3 separate regions of the Mus musculus genome follow, and all the other regions are linked to region 3. A link is a contact called in public Micro-C and promoter capture Hi-C data. All regions are on one chromosome and are shown on one strand. The core of a region is the stretch at or near the end of the contact, and the rest is flanking DNA. Distances in the headings are between cores, read along the strand shown.

Region 1 (4,005 bases), core at 92-2,591, 110 kb before region 3:
GTGGCTTTCCGATTAGATTATTCCAGAGAGGGAAATGATTAATGAGCAAATTCAGATACCCAGTCCTCTTGGCATATTGTAGATTAATTAACTGTACTCTGGTCCCCCATGAATTTGGTTAGCTTGAGGTCATTGCAATTAGCTGGATGTAGTGTGAAGACTGGGTCTCCAGACTCAAACGACCTGACTAAACCCTGCAAAATACTGAATTAATTTTCCTTAGCCATGTCAGACAGGGTTTCTCTGTGTAGCGTTGGCTGTCCTGGAACTCACTCTGTAGACCAGGCTGGCCTCAAACTCAGAAATCTGCCTGCCTCTGCCTCCCAAGTGCTGGGATTAAAGGCATATGCCCCCACTGCCCGGCTTATATATTTATTTCTTAATTTGTTTTAAACATGGTCTTCCTATGTATGTTCTGGCTGGCTTTGAACTTGTGATCCTTCTGCCTCAGCTTGCTAAATGCAGGGTAAGGCTGGGTTCGAATACTTCTTCAGACTTCAATACAGGCTTCTGTGTCTGTGAGAAAAACATGGCAGCTTCCCCCCCTTAGTCTGCTGGTGAGTGGCTGGTTCTTTGCTTCAGGATTTCTGGAACAGGGTGTGTGTGTGTGGTAGGGCTCTTGTGGGTGTGGCTGTGAGGAGGAAGAGCCTGCAGTTGGCAGAGACGGGGAAGGGTAGGAGGCATGTAAGGGAGTTTGGGAAATGGGTGCATGCGTGGGACCTTTCTCATTGTTCCCAGCAGCACAGGAAGCCACTGTTCCGGGGGCCTGTTGAGGAGTGCCTGCTTTGGTCAGTAGTGCCAAACACAAGAAATGATAGATAAATTAGGATAAACCAAGCACAGCCTTTAGAGCCTGAAATTTCTGTGAAAATGTGATGTTAGGCTCTAGCTGCTGCTCAGGACACAATACCTTTCATAGATACCAACATGGGCCTATTGAGATATGTTGAGTCCCTAGGTAATAACTTCCAGGTGCCAGGACCTCTTACTGGAAAGTGAGTTTATGTCAGAGTAGGTATGGGTGGCCACACATCCTGCCTTCTGCCTGGGAGTCAGAGAGTCTGGCTTCAGGCTTGCACTGTGAAACCTTCCCTATTTCCAGAAAGGTATAAGAAGAGACTCCTCCTACTGCTGTGTGGGTCCTGATTCCTCTCCTCAGAACTGTCACCATGCTGTTGCCTGCCTGCCTGCCTGCCTGCTTGTCTGTCTGTCTGTCTGTCTGTCTATAGTACTAAATAAATCTCATGGCTTCAAGGAACAATCTCTGTCCATGTGCTCTATGGTAGCTAAGATCTTTCATTTCCTAAGATTCGTCATGGACTCACGCGTCAGAAGGACCCCAGGCAGAAAGGAACCTGCATCAGTGTCCTATGGAGCTTTCCACTCCCCTTCCTGAGGCTAGAATTACATTCTTGGAATCTGAGTGCAAAAGAAAAACTTCCTCTTCACAAACAGCATTTATCTCTCTATTCACTGCTACCTTGAAGTTCCACTTTCCCAAAGGCTGTGCAGTGGGTGAGGAGCCTTTTTCCTGAGTGTAACTTCCTGAGATAGGCTCTCTGGACTGCTGTGTCCTCTAGGATTATAGCTATCTTGGTTTGGGTTTCATTGCTGTCAAGCGTCACCATGACCACGGCAACTCTAATAAAGGCAAACATTTTATTGGGGCTGGCTTACACTTTCAGAGGTTTAGTCTGTTATCATGGTGGGAAACATGACAGCATGCAGGCAGACATGGTGCTGGAGAGGGAGTTGAGAGTTCTACATCAGGATCCACAGGCAGCAGGGAGAGAGAGTGACACTAGGCCTGGCTTGAGTTTCTGAAACCTCAAAACTCATCTCCTGTGATACATTCACACCAGCAAGGCCACACCTCTATGAGTCTATGAGGGTCTTTTTCATTCAAACCACCACTGAATTAAGTGCATCACCATGGAAAGATGCTTTTCTGACCAAGGTTGACAGCAGCAATCAGTGGGTATACATACATTTACATGCTTAGAAGGTGTTTTAACAACATGACCATTTAGTGTAACAGCCTGAATAGATTCTTTCCTGGGTTCTATGACCTCCCAAGCCATGGAGTTTTGACCAGGTTTACAGAACTAGATGCAAATTGTCTCCTGGGGATTAGGTCTCAGGTCCCATCAGAATGCAGCTGGTTACCTGCATAGCAGTGGTTATGGTTTGTTAGAGCAGAAAAAAAAATACCGATTAATATCAGCAGCAGAAAAGAGGGAAGGGCCACTACCTTCCAATTCTTTCTTTAGCGAAGAAATGTGGGTGAGGCTTAATTCTCCCCACAACAATGTGTAAACGACATGGAAAGTATTGCCAAGAGGGAAGTTCACCTGAGCCATGGTCTCCAGATTTTCTTTAAAACGATATTTTATTTTTAATTGTGTGTCTATGTGTGAGTATGTGCACATGAGTACAGCACCCCTGGAAGCCATAAGAGGACATCACATCTCATGGAGCTGGAGTTACAAGTGGTTGTGTGCTGACTAATGTGGGTGCTGGGAACTGAACTTGGGTCCTCTGTATGAGCAGTAAGTGCTTGTAACCACTGAACCATTTCTCTAGCACACAGATCTTGTTTTTAAGGTAGGGAGTGTTCGGACATGGCACACTGCTAATATGATTGCCCTTACTCAGCCCCTGCAGACACCATGGTTAACCTCATGGTCCAAGGCTCTAAGAATCAATCCCAGTCTTAGCATCAAGTATCTGTGGGCCCTAGGCTCCCGGGGAAACAGACACTTTTCAGGCACAGTATACCAAAATTGTATTGTTAGCTCCCAGGAGCAGAAAAGGGCCATACATTTTTTTTCTGAGCTGTCCAGGGCTTGACAACCCAGACTTACTGAGTTACTTCCTACTGTATAGCACTCCGTAACATTCTCACAGTTAAAGAGGATTTTGACATTATGGGTGGGTGCAGCATACAACTCCTAAACACTATCCTTCTATCCTTATAAATGCAATGTGTTCCTGGAAGCTCTGATGCAGGGTGTGACAATTCTCAGGACTGCTTCAACTTAGAGTAACAGTGCATTAGGACAGCCACCCACATACTTTCCTAGGAAGGTTATAATGGGGCATCTATGAGAGAGACTTTTACATTCCATTTGAATCTAGGTCAATTAAGGGAAACCAGACTTTTCTCTCAGGGAAAGATGACATGGGAAGAAGCACTTGTCCCCAGGCCAGTGACACTCCAGAGTGGCTTGTCCTACTCTCCTGGGAGAACCAGGGGAGGCTATGTGTACTTAGAATGTTGCACTCAGAGCGGAGTCTGAGTTCTGGGTTTCCCACCTTCTTAGTGGCTACAGTGGGTTGTATGGCCCCATGACATGCCCGAGTCCTTATCCTAAGAATATGACCTTATTAGGTAAATAGGGTCTTTGGAGATGTAAGGAGGTTGTGGGGTCAGACGGTTGTCCTCATTCGTTTTCTCTTGATGTGGTAAAACACTGAACAAAATCAGCTTAGGCGTGGAAAGGAATTGTTTCATTTTACAAACTAAGCCATACTCCATCTCCGAGGGCAGGAGCCTGGAGGCAGGAACTGAAACACAGACCACAGAGGGGTGCTGCCTACTGGCTTGCTCTACATAGCTTGCACAGCCTGCTTTCTTATAGAACCCAGGACCACCAGCCCAGGGACAGCACCACTGACATCCATCATTAATCAAGAAAAGAAATAACCCATGGACATGCTCACAGGCCAATCTTATGGAGGGAGTTTTAAAATTGAGGTTCTTCTTCCCAAATGACACTAGCTATGTTGACAAAAAACAATCAACACAGATGTGACTAGCTTAGAGTTTTTTTTCTTTCTTTCTTTCTTTCTTTCTTTCTTTCTTTTTTTTTTTTTGCTATAAACTCAATGAGTAGTATCTTAATAAGCTAATAGAAGGCTGTGCTATACAGCAAGGTTGAGATTGGAACACAGGACACTGGGGATTGCTGGCTAGTGACTAGGAGAGATGCAAGGAGGGACTCT
Region 2 (4,404 bases), core at 1,735-4,234, 66 kb before region 3:
CCTTCCTTTTGTCTCAGCTCCAAACTTTGTCTCTGTAACTCCTTTCATGGGTATTTTGTTCCCTATTCTAAGGAGAAATGAAGTACCCACCCGTTGGTCTCCCTTCTTCTTGATTTTCTTGTGTTTTGTAAATTGTATCTTGGGTATTCTAAGTTTCTGGGCTAATATCCACTTATCAATGAGTGCATATCAAGTGAGTTCTTTTGTGATTGGGTTACCTCACTCAGGATGATATTCTCCAGATGCATCCATTTGCCTAAGAATTTCATAAATTCATTGTTTTTAATTGCTGAGTAGTACTCCATTGTGTAAATGTACCACATTTTCTGTATCCATTCTTCTGTTTAGGGACATCTGGGTTCTTTCCAGCTTCTGGCTATTATAAATAAAACTGCTATGAACATAGTGGAGCATGTGTCTTTATTACAAGTTGGAACATCTTCTGGATATATGCCCAGGAGAGGAATTGCTGGATCTTTCAGTAGTACTATGTCCAATTTTCTGAGGAACTGCCAGACTGATTTCCAGAGTGGTTGTACAAGCTTGCAATCCCACAAGCAATGGAGGAGTGTTCCTCTTTCTCCACATCCTCGCCAGCATCTGCTGTCACCTGAATTTTTGACCTTAGCCATTCTGACTGGTGTGAGGTGGAATTTTAGGGTTGTTTTGATTTGCATTTCCCTGATAATTAAGGATGTTCAACATTTTTTCAGGTGCTTCACAGCCATTTGAGAATTCTTTGTTTGGCTCTGTATCCTATTTTTTAATAGGGTTATTTGATTTTCTGGAGTCCATCTTCTTGAGTTCTTTATATATATTGAATATTAGTCCTCTATGTGATTTAGGATTGGTAAAGATCCTTTCCCAATCTGTTGGTGGCCCTTTTGTCTTATTGACAGTGCCTTTTGCCTTACAGAATCTTTGCAATTTTATGAGGTCCCATTTGTCAATTATTGATCTTACAGCACAAATCATTGCTGTTCTGTTTAGGAATTTTTCCCCTGTGCCCATATCTTCGAGGCTTTTCCCCACTTTCTCCTCTATAAGTTTCAGTGTCTCTGGTTTTATGTGGGGTTCCTTAATCCACTTGGACTTGACAAGGCGATAAGAATAGATCTATTTGTATTCTTCTACATGATAACTGCCAGTTGTGCCAGCAACATTTGTTGAAAATGCTGTCTTTTTTCCACTGGATGATTTTAGCTCCCTTGTCAAAGATCAAGTGACCATAGGTGTGTGGGTTCATCTCTGGGTCTTCAATTCTATTCCATTGGTCTACTTGTCTATCGCTATACCAGTACCATGCAGTTTTTATCACAATTGCTCTGTAGTAAAGCTTTAGGTCAGGCATGGTGATTCCACCAGTGGTTCTTTTATCATTGAGAAGAGTTTTTGCTATCCTAGGTTTTTTGTTATTCCAGATGAATCTGCTGATTGCCCTTTCTAATTCGTTGAAGAATTGAGTTGGAATTTTGATAGGGATTGCATTGAATCTGTAGATTGCTTTTGGCAAGATAGCCATCTTTACTATATTGATCTTGCCAATCCATGAGCATTGGAGATCTTTCCATCTTCTGAGATCTTTAATTTCCTTCTTCAGAGACTTGAAGTTCTTATCATACAGATCTTTCACTTCCTTAGTTAGAGTCACACCAAGGTATTTTATGTTATTTGTGACTATTGTGAAGGGTGTTGTTTCCCTAATTTCTTTCTCAGCCTGTTTATCCTTTTTGTAGAGAAAGGCCATTGATTGGAAAAAAAGAAACCCAAACAACTAGACTGTTATAATTGCTAAGTAGTGTGTTGTTTTGCAATTATGAAGTTTGAGAATTTTAGGTTAATTGTTCTGTTTCAAAATCATATTGAGTATTTGGGGTCATTTTGATGCAGTATAGATTTTAAAATGGATTTCGCTGAGGATAAGTTATACATAGGCAAGAGAAGAAGAAACAAAGACGGCAGAAATCTTTAGGAAAAACTTGCACCTGGAAAAATTAATAGGAAATGAGCAATCTGAAAAGGGGGTGTAATAGGTATTAGTCTGTTGCTATAGTAAAATATCAGGAACAATGGCAACACAAGGAAAGAATTTATTGGGATTTAAATTTCAGACAGTCCATATGACCTGGGAGGCATGGTGGTGAGTGCCCAGGGAAGGAAGCTGAGAGATCACATCTGTATCTGCAAATGTGAACCAGAGAGAGCAGTATGAGAACTGGACTGAGGGGATAAATGCTCACAGGCCACTTCCGGTGGTGCCACATCCCCTCCTGTGAGGCTGCACCACCTCCCTGAATAACACCACTGACTGGAGACCCAGCGTTCAAGCACCTGAACCCGTGGGAGAGATTTGTCACTCAGTCTCAGGAGGCAAAGGAGAACGAACCATTCTGAAAGTTGGAAAAAAGAGCGAGGCAGATTGAGAACAAGTCTCCACAATTAGCTATTCAAACAAGAGAGAAAGGAAGAGGAAAACGGAGAAAGAACACATTACATGAACCTTGAGACCATCGGTGACCTTTGCAGAGACTTTTCAGTGGAGTAAGTGAGAATGTGAGAGCATCAGAGAGTGGTGAGAGTGCTCTAAAGCAGGCTACAGAGCGCTGCACTGATGGGTTGGGCATGGGAACAGAAGCCCTTTTGGAGAAATAACAGCCACTTAACCTCCCCCTCCCCCCAGCTCCCTGCCCATCACATCCTGCAAAAGATCCCGATGGAAAGGGGGGGGGGGGGAAGGAAAGAAAGAAAAGAAAGAAAAGAAAAACCCCAGCAAAAACCAATCATTAGCGGCAGGGCAATTCTAGGGTGACTTGAAAGAGGTTGACAGTCACAAACTGGAAATTCTCTGACTTCTGAAGAAAGAACTCAAGCACCCACACCCATGACAGTGCCACAAAGCTGAGGTCCTGCTGACCCAAGTGACTTCTCGCCTTGCTATTGGCTGACACTGTTCATAAAACAGTGTTTGTTTCACTTTTGTTTTAAATAAACAAGCTGCATTCTATGGGGCGAGAAGCCTGGAGTCAGAGCAGACGCCAGGGCGACCGAAGGCAGAGGCACAGGTAGGTTTCCCTTTGTGTTCATTTGTTACTGAGAACTGTGCTTTGAGGATGAGTACAGGAATGGCATGTGGAAAGTAAGCTTAATTTGTTCAACTATCAGTGTTTGTTCTACCATCTTATGTGGTAAACTGGAAAAAGTACAAAAATATTGTAGACTGTAGAAAATACCACCACAAGGCTTGATTGTCAGTTGGGGTATTTCCTTCCTTTTTGAGGTGCATATAATTTTTAGCTTTCTCTCATAGTTGTATATATAAAATAAGAGCAGATATTATTTTTTTCCTTTAAAGCGTGCACTTTATCCACACTACCACGAATTCTATAAAATTGTAATTGTAAATTGCTATATGAGGCACTTCTTTTAGCATATAGATTTTACCATTTAGATTCTTTCCTATTTTGCATAGATTCGGTCATTTTATTCTGTAAGACCTTTTTCTACTCCGAAGCTTTGCTTTTGGAAGAGAGAAGAGTCCATCTGAGAAGGCATACTTCAGTGATTTGGTTCAGAGGTACACTGGGGAATTCACATGTGTGGAGGGCTGTGTGCTTGGAACCCATTCATTTGGGAACATCCATTGGCGATTTTTAGCTTGGGCTGCACCTCAGTCAGAAACACTTCATCTTAGGAGATTAGAAAACAACCCCTCAAAAACGGATTTTCTGGTATTGGCCAGTCTTTAATGTGTTTTTGTCTACTATTAATTCCCAGGTGATGTTAATGAATAGTCAGTTAAAAAAGTTAAATAAGCTGTTTGAATACTTTCTAGTCTTTTACATGTACCTGAGAGTAATATGAATGAAGAAATAAGAAGATGCAATCAAAGGCAAGTCTTTTTTTTTAACTCTGTAAATAGCTTATAGAGCTAATTTATGGGGCATATAAGAATTTTAGAAGTCTTTGTCATCTACCTTAACCACTTCAACCCTTGAGATGCGACCATACTCGGAAGCTTCAGTTCACTAATGCTTGAAGTAAGTAGATTTGTTTCCATGGCTTGGGAAGGTAGGAACTAGAGAAGCAGAGACTCTAGAAGGTTCTAAATATGTTACCATTAAGCTCACTGTGTGCTAGTACCTGTCAAGGCTGTCATATTTCTTTGGTTTCACAACCTTGTAAGGTCATTCAAGAGATGTGTGCCAAGTTACAAACATACCACAGGTATAGAAGATGGCTAAGACTGGATCTAATGTCTCACCCTGCTTTTCAAGAGAAATTGTTTTCACTGGATCCTTATCCCTCTAAGGAAAATATGGACTGAATTTATATAAGAGCTGTGTTCTGCTTTCTCCCCTAAGAAAGGATAGACAGATAAAGGGTAACTAATTAACCCAGGCTGAA
Region 3 (3,943 bases), core at 650-3,149:
CACATGATACTATGAGGTTCTGAGGGATGGGTGAGCCTAGAGCTATGACACACAGCCAACCAGACTTCCCACCATAGTCCAGGACAGCATTCCATGCATATTCTAGGTCTCCAAGGGAAGAAAGGCTCTTCACCTTTTCTTTTTTAATTAATTAATTAAATTAATTAATTAATTAATTAATTTATTTTTTCCTCACCTCTTCTACAGGAGTCTCCCCTGTAAAACAGTGCTCTTTAAAATGGGTTGATAGCCATCATCCTTCTAGGAATTGAGACAAAGTCAGTGTCCAAACAGACCATCATCTTGGTCTTGGCTTGAAGCTAGTTAGTCATGTGACTTGTGTCCCAGAATGACCTTCTGGGTCCTGGGATGTCTTATGGGCTGCTTATTCTTCATGGAGGGTCTTGACAGAGCCCCTTTCTTTCTTGGGCCTTCCTAATTTCCATTTATCTCATAGGAATAATTGGTCCCCTCTCCAGGGGATCAAACCTGTTTGCTCCACATGACTCTTAGCTCTAGGAGCTCATCTCAGTGTAGCATCAACGCACACAAAAACTTCTTGTTTTGCTTTTCTTTGTCCTCTCCTCGAGTATATAAGTCCTTCATAAAAGGAAGGCAGCCAGCAGAGATCACATCGGACCAATGGGGCCAATCCTGGGACTTCATAGATGTTTGGAAGATGAGCCGATGCTGGAATCACGAAGGAACACAGACGCAAAGAGCATCCATTATGATGGGAAGAGTCAAGAACATGCCGATGTCAGGTAGCTTGGTTAGAATTCCAGTCCTGTCCCTTGTCAGTTAAATGACTTTAGACTCTTCTAAACCTTAATTATCTCACTTGCAGAATAACAACCACAGCAACGATAGCAGCCTAGAAAGATAATTACTTTGATATTATTGCAGATACGTCAGGACTGAAATGCAGTAAATGGGATAGTGTAATTATTTAGACTAGAGTTTGGCACATTCTAAAGGCTGAGCTAATATTAACAATACTCTCACCCCCTTGGTGTCAGCCTAATTCTTTCTCTGCTGGGGTACATTTTGAAGAAAAGAACTATTACTACATTTGGAAAAATTCTACAATTCTTATTTGAGAACGATAACATGGAATTTCTTTCCAAAGCAGCCACCAGTATCTCCGAATCATGTGGAGTCATTTACAAAGATGAATAAATATTTATCGCGCTGACATTGGCATGACTCCCAGCGTCAGAGGGTCTCATTACCAGGAATGTTTATGAATGGCTTCTCCCGAGCCATGTTTTACCGGCATAAAACTCACCACTAGGTGGCAGCTGAGAGAGAGTCCCCGGAAGTGAAGGCAAACACACCCTTTTGGCAGCTGCATCCGAGGCTTTGCTGTTCATACCCAAACAACTGACTCACCCAGTGAGCAGCGTCAGCCTGGAAAATGACAGGCACTGATTTCAACGGCCAGTGAAATATAACATCCCTGGGGCCAGAGCAGAAAGACAGATCTGGAAGCCTGAGAGCAATTTCCACGGAAATAAGAGAATTAGGGCTGCTGACAAATGAAGACACAAAAGCTTATAAACTACTTAAGTCTTTATGATAAATCACGTCCCTAGATAAAGAAGACTCGTATAGTCACGATTCTCCCGTGCACAAAAGCCTACGGTGACCATGATGGGTTTCGCAATTAGTAATGGGTGGGCGGGTAGGAAGGAACAATAACCTGGTGTTAGAATTTCTAGGGAGAACTAAGCAAATAGCACTCATCACACTTTCTCTGTTCATAACACCGACTAGGGAAAGAGACTGTCAGTGCAGTGTGACTATTGATGATATGCAGAGGACAGAGGGCATAGCACCGCAGGAGAGCTGAACAACAGCGGTAACATTTCCTTAAGCACTGACTCTGCAGAACCCTGTCTGCCTTCCACGCTGTCTCTCTCACCCTGCCAACTCCACTGCCTGGCAGCGGTGATTCATATCCCCATTTGACAACCAGGGAATTGGAGGCTTTCAGAGATTAACTTGCCTAAAGCTGGAGTTCGATTCCATATCCAAGATTCAAATCTCTGCAGTCTACCAGAGCTATGGTAACAGGAAGAAATCCAAGGTGGTCAGCAGGATTTGTGCACGTGTCCCAGCCTTCTTTGCTTCATCTCCTCCTGTACGTTTTGATGCTCTAATTAAGCTGCAGTGGGGCAGCATTATGGGCTGGCCTGAAGGCTACCAGTGCCGAGGTTGCACAGAAGATGGGGGCACCAGAGGATAAATAACAGTGCCCTTTTATTATCTTGAGGGTGCCTCCTCAAAATAAGAGGGCCATTGTAATTTCTTGTACTCCAAGGATTTGTGTGTGCCCCCTTGGCCACTAGTCACCATGACACATTTGCCCTTTCAATTCAACCTAGACTTTGGCTTCTGTGCCAAACATACTGGCAGAGGTCTACACGGTCTCTTCAGACCCAGAGGATGCTGTAAGAATCACCACCAAGTACTTTTCTTCTGACACTTCACCTGTTTGTTGACCTGACATTCCCCAAAGATCCAAGCTGACCCTCCAACCCCTTATTTTGTCCCTGGCTCCTCATTTCTGCCCAGTGCTAGGTGCAAAAGGGTGCTCATGAATGAAAAGATTCTTAGATTAGATATCTTTTCATTCTGTTTGCTTTCAGGGAAGATGGAGGGGAACTCCAAGCCATGTAATTTGTATTTAAAGCAGGAGCAGGCTCTTGAAGTACTGGCTTCAGGTCACAACCCTTGGGAGCTGACCCATGAGCTCTGAGACAGGATAAAAGTCTGGGATACACTTACCGTTGCTGAAGCTGTTCAAAGAACAGTGTGGGATATTACCTTCTCAGCTTGCTCAGGGGCCTGTGGCTGCTCACCTGGAAGTCCCTGTGTATATAAAGGTGACATGAAGAGAGGACTCCCTCCCACACAGACCACCACTACCACACACACAGGTACCATTGCAGTATTTCCTCCAGTGCTAAGCAATAGCTAGAATTTCCCCTAAGAGGGTGACAGCCCACACAGGTTTGCATTGGCCACAATAAACTTCCAGGCCATTTGTTTTCCTGTGATGTCATGACTCCAGCTTGCCCTAGCTCTTCCAAACCTTCACAAACATGGATGCACTCATTTCCAAACCCACACGGATACAGTGTTATAGTGTCAACACCACGCTCAGAACAATGGCTTAGAGTCCTCTACAGGTACAAAGTCCTGCAGCAAGCTCGTCTCATTGCAACCAGCATTTGCCCTCTGCCGAGATCCCTCCCCGTGCCCTCCTCTGTCCCCCATCTCATGCTTCCTACAAAGGCAAAGCAAAATGCACATTTTCATTCCTGTGTCTCTAGAGGTCTCAAATGAATATTGTCGATAGATTTTTCTGCTTCTAGGAAGCCAGAGGGAATAAAATAGCACGGTAAACGCCAGCTCTCTGTCACCCAGCTTTATCACATGTTAACCTTTTGGTGTATTGTCCTAGATTAGAGTTGTGGTTGAGGATTCCTGTGGGGAGTGGGAGAGCTACAGTCCACCTCTCTCTCTCTCCCTCTCCCCCTCTCTCTCCCTCCCCCCTCTCTCTCCCTCCCCCCTCTCTCCCTGTCCCCCTCTCTCTCTCCCTCGCCCCCTCTCTCCCTTTCTATTTTATTGTTACTAATTGCCAGAAGTCTCTAACTCCTGTTTCAGTGTTGATTTCTGCCACCCCCAAGGCTTTAAAATATTGGCTACTTAGATATGGAATCATAAATAGATACAACATTTCACTTAACTATTCTAACATAGAAATGAATCCTCCTATCTTTATGATTAGGTAAATTTTATCCACTCAGTGATATGACTGTTGGGAATTCAGAATATTGATGTGGGCTGCAGTGGGGAACGTGCCTGCCACGAAGCCTGGGAACTTGAGTTCAGGCCCTGAGAACTCATATACAAAGCCAGCTGTTGTGTGTGCACC

The links. Promoter capture Hi-C pulls out the DNA fragments that hold promoters and counts their contacts. Hi-C and Micro-C count contacts between places; a contact is called where the count stands out from the background.
Region 1: a Micro-C map of trophoblast stem cells shows a contact between it and region 3, with 5 times the contacts expected there. The contact joins two enhancer-like sites. A contact is called at or near these places in 24 of 484 Hi-C or Micro-C datasets (B cells, CD4 T cells, CD8 T cells and 18 more) and 2 of 115 datasets of contacts at active chromatin or transcription factors (CD8 T cells and liver).
Region 2: a contact with region 3 is called in a promoter capture Hi-C map of macrophages, with 6 read pairs. The contact joins the promoter of Cysltr2 here to the enhancer-like site in region 3. A contact is called at or near these places in 1 of 39 promoter capture datasets (macrophages), 3 of 484 Hi-C or Micro-C datasets (differentiating embryonic stem cells and embryonic stem cells) and 4 of 115 datasets of contacts at active chromatin or transcription factors (CD8 T cells, double positive thymocytes, effector CD8 T cells and 1 more).

What each region holds. Positions count from the first base shown.
Region 1 is chr14:73,088,682-73,092,686 of GRCm38.p6, reverse strand. No RefSeq gene overlaps it. Among named protein-coding and RNA genes, the nearest start is that of Gm35388, 12 kb to the left of the region's middle. Within about 2 kb of position 1,341, at least 3 of the 459 cell types and tissues checked have an H3K27ac peak or open chromatin away from gene starts, as enhancers often do. A contact at or near this core is called in trophoblast stem cells, where this site is marked.
Region 2 is chr14:73,047,694-73,052,097 of GRCm38.p6, reverse strand. Cysltr2 (cysteinyl leukotriene receptor 2) reads left to right here and starts at 2,984. Exons shown (of 5, transcript NM_001162412.1): 1 at 2,984-3,062; 2 at 3,470-3,574.
Region 3 is chr14:72,981,052-72,984,994 of GRCm38.p6, reverse strand. No RefSeq gene overlaps it. Among named protein-coding and RNA genes, the nearest start is that of Gm41208, 31 kb to the left of the region's middle. Within about 2 kb of position 1,899, at least 152 of the 459 cell types and tissues checked have an H3K27ac peak or open chromatin away from gene starts, as enhancers often do. A contact at or near this core is called in macrophages, memory CD8 T cells and trophoblast stem cells, where this site is marked.